2 separate regions of the Sus scrofa genome follow, and region 1 is linked to region 2. A link is a contact called in public promoter capture Hi-C data. All regions are on one chromosome and are shown on one strand. Each heading gives the region's core, a stretch centred on a gene start, on an enhancer-like site or on the middle of the called end of the contact. The rest is flanking DNA. Distances are from core to core; before and after follow the strand shown.

Region 1 (3,055 bases), core at 364-2,863, 320 kb after region 2:
CCGCCTGCACCTGGGCCCCTACCTGCCGTGTGCCAGGTGGTGCCGGAGGTCAGCCGCTCCCGCTCGAGCAGCAGCGCCCCGCTCACGCCCAGCTTGGCCAGGTGGTAGAGGGTCTGGCAGCCCAAGCTGCCCCCGCCGATGACCACCACGCTGGCCGCGCGGGGCAGGGGCTGGCTCAGGCCCTGGGCCTCCGCTGAGGGCTGCTGAGCCTCTTTCAGGGTCCGCTGGTACGGCACGCTCTTCTCGGTGGTGGGGCCGGTCCCGCCAGTCCGGGGACGTGGCCCCAGGCCCTGGGCAGGGTTCCGGTGAGGACAGGTGGCGGCCAGACGCAGGGCTCGGCTCAGAGAAGCCATGGGGACTCGGCTCCTGCTGGGGAAAGAGTCGGCCGCAGAGGGCCACAGTGGGTGCTCTGTCAAGTAGGAGCCCAGGGCACAGTGCCCCCATGCTGTCCTCTGTCCCCTGCCTCCTACAGCACGTGTCCAGCCCATGGGCACCGAGGGCCTCACACGCCCCAGACTCTGGCCAGGACCCTGGAGACCACAGTGAGGACCAGGAGGGGGCGGGGTGTGTACACGGCAGGGGCGGGGTCGCAGGGCAGGTGGCGGGAGCTCTGAGGCGGGGACAACCAGCCTTCTGGTGTATCCAACACGCCCTCTGGGAAAACTCCCAGACAGAAGTTACCTCTGCCTCGTTGGCCCCAGAGCCCTTTGGGACCCAAGACAGAAGGTGAGAGAGGCAGGGGGTCTGGGCCTCCGGCTCCCTCGGGCCATCTCAGAATCCAAGTCGGGGCTCAGGGGATGGGTAACCAGCCTCCCTCCTCCTCAGTGACCTCCCAGCAGCCTGCAGGGCTCACTGCGCATCCCTCCTCCTCCAGGAAGCCCTCCAGACTTACCCAACCCAAACCTCACAATTACAAGAAGACTGGGACAGGGGAAGGACACCTCGGAGAGGCTCCTGGGCCCATGTGGGGGGTCAGCAGGAAAAGTAAGGTTTGGCTGCAGTGGGGGAACTGATGCAGGTGGTGCAGCTGCGTTCACAGCCGAGCTTGGCATCAATCAGCCAATTAACCAGGAAAGTCCTCCTCCATTTCCGTGCCACACGGCAGGCGGGTTCCCTCTGCTCTGAAGTCAAGGTGGCTATATTGTCCCCATTTCACGGAGGGGGGAGACTGAGGCCCAAGGAGGCGCCCCCAGGTGACCAAGGTCACAGGGCCACCGTGTGGCCGAGGCAGCAGGCCCTCCTGCCCGCTTCTGACCCCTCGGTCCACAGATGTCACGGGGCCTGGTCTGGGGGAGGGACCCACTGCCACACCCTTTCCCACCCTCCCCAGGGAGTGCCGCCCCTCCTGCAGGTCACAGTGGGGACCCTCCCCTGCCAGGGGGTGGGGGCAGGGAGAGGTGATTTCAGAGGCTTCAGGGCCGGGGGCTTGGAGGCTGGGGCAGGCAGCCCAGTCCCTGTGTCACTTCTGACAGCCCATCTGCCTTTCGACGGCAGAGGTGCCCTGAGCACCCCTGTGCACCCCTGGCCCGCGCCTGCACTCACCTTTCGCCGTTGGGGCGCCTCAGTCTTCCAGAGCCCCGAGAGCGCTGTTCTGCTGGCAGAAAGTCGGGCTCATGTGCTTGCGCAGGCGAGACTCTGCCCAAGGCTGGAACCCGCCCCTGGCCCAGCCTCCTGGTTCCCTCCCACTGCTCTGCTGGCCCCGGCATTCCCCGCCCCCCTGCCCTCCACCCCCACCCCCGCCCTGCCCTGAGCTGGGGATGGGGGCTGGCATGGGGGCTGCCCAGTGCCCTCCGTCAGGCCAGGAGACCTGCTGCCACATCAACCTGCTCTCCTTCACCCTCCCCCACCCCCGAGTCAGCAGGCTGGCCGCTCATTACCAAGGTTTGGGTCAGACGCACGGGGTGGGGCCTCGAGCTGTTTAGGGTGGGGACGGGGTGGGGGTGGAAGGTGCCCAGGCCAAGGCACCTCCCACAGAGGGCCTCACAAGTTGGGCCCACCCAGCCCGAGGCAGAAGTCCCCGCCAGCTCCTGGCCTGTCCCAACCCCAGCCCAGGGAAGGTCCCGGCCCTGCTCCGAAGGGTGTACCTGCAGCCGCAACAGCACTCCTGGGCCCAAGCAGCCTGCCAGCGCTGTCTCCTCCTTCCTTCCCAGCAGGAACCCTCCCCTCCCCCACTCCTACCCCCGCCGCCCCTGGCCGAGCTGCCAGCCCCTGTCCCGCCTACCGCCTGGCAGGCCAGGGAGGCAGCCAAGCAGGTCCTTCTTTTCTTTCTTTTTTTTTTTTTTTTTTTTTTTTTTTTGTCCTTTTGCTATTTCTTTGGGCCGCTCCCGCAGCATATGGAGGTTCCCAGGCTAGGGGTTGAATCGGAGCTGTAGCCGCTGGCCTACGCCAGAGCCACAGCAACGCGGGATCCGAGACGCGTCTGCAACCTACACCACAGCTCACGGCAACGCCGGATTGTTAACCCGCTGAGCAAGGGCAGGGACCGAACCCGCAACCTCATGGTTCCTAGTCGGATTCGTTAACCACTGCGCCACGACGGGAACTCCCAAGCAGGTCCTTCTGAGGGCAGCAGAGCAGGGCTGCAAACCCTGAGACCTTATTAAGCCTGGTGACAGGATAGGTGACCCCACCTCTTCATCTCTAGAATGGGGTTACAGGGTCACTGCAGGTGAACAGTGCCTGCCATGCTCCCCAGGCCAGACAGGCACTTAGCACAGCAGGTGGGCAGGAAGTGCTGGGCAAGCAGCAGCGTGGTGCCAGGGCCAGGCTCCTTGCAGGGGTGATCCAGGGCCGTGGGATGGACCAGCCTCGGCTACGGGCGCCCCCACCCCAACTCCGCCCCTGCCCAACACCCGTCCAGGGAAGGGGCTCTGGCTGCCCTGGGAGGCAGGTCTGGGCCTCTGGGTTGCTCTCACTGCCCCTAACCTGTCTGTACCCCTGCACCCTGCCCTCCTGAGCTCCCAGATCCTTGTGACCCTGGCGGGACGTCTGTGAGCCTCTGACCTTCCCAGCCTCCCAGGGCAGGGACACCTGCCTCCATTTGACTGTCGGGGGC
Region 2 (3,161 bases), core at 185-2,684:
ACATACACTCACTCTGCGGGCAGCGGGATGGGCTCAGCCATAATCCTGGACTCCAGTTCGGCGATCAGCTTTAGCTTCCACTTCCGACGCTGGACCTACACAGACACAGAGCATTAGCTCGAGCGGGTGGCAGCAGGGTCAAGGGCTCAGGGCCAGGAGAGCCAGAGGTCAGGCTTTACCTGCCATGTCCCCAGGCCAAAGGCAGTCCCAGGAATGAGGAGTAGAAACCACTGGAGAAAGGCATCATCGTGCGCTTTTGCGGCAGTCGCTTCAGCTGAAGAGCTGCCACTCCTGCTGGGCCTCCAGGCCAGCCCTAGGAGATGTCACAACATGGGCATGGGGCTAGAGGCCTGGGACAAAGAAGTGGAGGCTCCGAGTTCTCAAAACTGCCACTATTGCCAAAGAGAACATGGGCCGGGAGGAGGGCACAGGCCACCGTGTGCAGTCAGGAGCCAACCAGCAGCCCAGCCCTGCCCCTACCCAGTACCCGGGCCTTGACCCCCACTCAGCGGACGTTCACTGACGAGGAGATCTAGCATTCAGTCCTGGCTCTGCCACCAACCATGACCCTGACCGATTCACATAACCAACCCGTGCCTTTCGCACAAGAACCCGCTAAGATGCATCCTATCACGCCGACCACACAGGTCCACCAGCCACAGTGCTCTGAAGAGAGCGTGAAACACTCAGGACAGTGGTTTACAGAGCTCTCAGCATTTAAACCTCGAAAAAGGTACACAGAAAGTGCCTTTAGACACTCAGCGGGCGAGTGCCGTCAACGGAAAGCATCATGGGTTTGGGGCCGCTAAACAAGCTGGTCTGGAGCAGGCTTGCGACCTTTAAATGTGCACCGCACTCCACACACACACACACACGATTGCCCTTTGCTGTACCCGGGAGGCAACGTGCAAACCGTCGCGACTGGTTGTGCTTTTCTTCAGGATCCCGGACGGTTTCAGCCTTGGGCTGGCCCCGCATTAGTCCGAGGAGGTGTCTGGGCAACTACCGCACGTCTTCCGCCGAGGGCGTCGGACTGCCGCATGGGACGGGCCGGCGCGTGGCCAGGGCCTGTCCCCGAGGCGCAGGAGGCAGTTCCAGGGTTCATCGTGACCCCATGACCCCTGGCAAAGTGCAGGGCAGCTTTCCCAGGTGCCAAACGACTCCTCACCTGGGCGCGAGATGACCCCAAGGACGCTCCTCCCGACGGCGCGGGCCGGGGCCTGCGGAGACGCGAGGGGCCGGCTGAGCTCGTCCAGTCCGGGCGCGCCCCCCAGCCGGGCCGCCCCCCGCCCGGGCTCCCCGCCCCGCTCACCCGCCCCGCGCCCGCGGCGCGGAGCACCTGCGCCAGCCCCGCCGCACGCAGCCCCAGCCACCGCGCCGCCATCGCCCCGCGCGCGCGCGCTTCCGGCGCCCGGAGGCGTCTGCTTCCGGGGCCCGCCCGGCCCCGCCCCCGGCCCACGTGGTCCAGCGGCGCTCAGCTGCGGGTCCGCGCGCGTGGGACCATGAGCGAGCCGCCGGCCGAAGTGGTCGCCTTCCTGCGCGAGCACCCGAGTCTGCGGCTGGAGCCCGGCGCCCTCAAGGTGGGCGGCGGGATCGGGACCCCCAGACCGCCCCCGGGACCCCGGCTGCCCGGCCTCCCTGACCGCCCCGCTCTCCCGCCGGCAGGTGAGGTGCGCTCTGACGGGTCATGAGCTGCCTTGCCGCCTGCCCGAGCTCCAAGTCTACACCCGCGGCAAGAAGTACCGGCGGCTGGTGCGTGCCTCCCCGGCCTTCGACTACGCCGAGTTCGAGCCGCACATCGTGCCCAGCACCAAGAACCCGTACGAGCCGGAGGCGGGGCGGGCCCTGCCCGGGAGGCCCGGGGTGGGACAGTTCCTAGTGCTGAGTCTGGCTAGGGCCGGGTAGACTCCGCAGCCCCGACCCCTCCCCGCTAGGTGGGCGCTCCTCTAAGACGCCACCAGTTCCGCGGCGCCCACCCTCCCTTGAGTTAGGGCCCCCGAGATCCAGGTGGGAATCCTGGAGCTGGGCGTCACCTGGGACCTCAGGCGAGGCCCGGTCCCCGTGCATGTTTGCTTTTTTGTAAAGATGAGGTTTGTCTCCTGGGCCTCTTTGCTTCATAGAGGGTTGGAGCGCTTGTGCTTTGTCACCTGAGGTTCGAACGCTGGCATTTTATCTTTAGTTGAAAAGAACTTTGATTTAGCTGAGAGCACCCGGTGGACAATACTAGTCTTAATGAAGAGGGCGCTGGCAGATGCTCCCACTGTCGCACACCTTCCCAGGCTATCACCAGCGCACCTCTCTCATGCTGGAGCAGTCTGGAGAGGCTGGCTCCGCCTATTGAGAGGCCACTGTCTGGGGGAGGGGTTCCCCCCCAGTTCAGAGTACAAGTGCTTGGAAGCTCTATAAGAGTCCCAAAGTTCCCTGGTGGCCTCACGGTTAAGGCTCTGGCATTGTCACTGCTGTGGCATGGCTGCAATCCCTAGGTCAGGAATTTCGCCATGCCGTGGGTGCAGCCAAAAAAAAAAGACTCCCAGTGCCCAAGCCACATGGTAGACCTCCCCCGCTCAGACTCTCCGGGGTGATTCTAAGAGCAGCCACAGTAGACAGCCACTGGTCTGGAACCTCGCTTGTGAAATGTCCCCTCAGGCACCAGCTGTTCTGCAAACTCACCCTGCGGCACATCAACAAGGCCCCAGAGCATGTGCTGAGGCACACCCGGGGCCGACGGTACCAGAGGGCGCTGCAGAAATGTAAGTAGCCGAAGGGGGGACACAGCCCGCCAGCCTCCCCCCCGGACCAGCTCCCTAGAAGGCGGCAGCAGCAGCGTGGTCATCCTTCAGTGGTAGTGGTAGATGCACCGGGCTGGGTTGCAGCACCGGGAAGAGGTGGGCAACAGTAGAGACGGGGTCGAGCCAGAAGCCGACTCCAGAGGAACGCGGGTCATGCAAAGCCCTGTGAAGAGAATGGCGCAGAGCAACGTGGGGTGGGCCTGCCTCACACAGGCGGTCTGCTAAAGGCTCTGAGCGTTTCTCTTTGGACTGAGATGAAGGGACGTGCCACGGGCGTGGAGAGGGCTCCAGGTACAGGAGAGTCTGTGCAAAGTCTAGAAAATCGCTTGGCTGTGGGAGGTTCTGCAGGACGGCCATTGCGCCACCAGGCAA

Evidence for each region. Promoter capture Hi-C pulls out the DNA fragments that hold promoters and counts their contacts.
Region 1: a contact with region 2 is called in a promoter capture Hi-C map of liver, with 5 times the contacts expected there. The contact joins the promoter of SARDH here to the promoter of SURF2 in region 2. A contact is called at or near these places in 2 of 5 promoter capture datasets (fetal skeletal muscle and liver) and 1 of 47 Hi-C or Micro-C datasets (liver).

What each region holds. Positions count from the first base shown.
Region 1 is chr1:273,293,008-273,296,062 of Sscrofa11.1, forward strand. SARDH (sarcosine dehydrogenase) reads right to left here and starts at 1,614. Exons shown (of 21, transcript NM_001253922.1): 1 at 1,543-1,614; 2 at 23-366. The coding sequence starts at 353.
Region 2 is chr1:272,969,088-272,972,248 of Sscrofa11.1, forward strand. SURF2 (surfeit locus protein 2) reads left to right here and starts at 1,435. Exons shown (of 6, transcript XM_021071137.1): 1 at 1,435-1,580; 2 at 1,666-1,820; 3 at 2,647-2,750. The coding sequence starts at 1,503. LOC110256505 (surfeit locus protein 1) reads right to left here and starts at 1,429. Exons shown (of 9, transcript XM_021071119.1): 1 at 1,340-1,429; 2 at 1,169-1,220; 3 at 180-313; 4 at 13-95. The coding sequence starts at 1,384.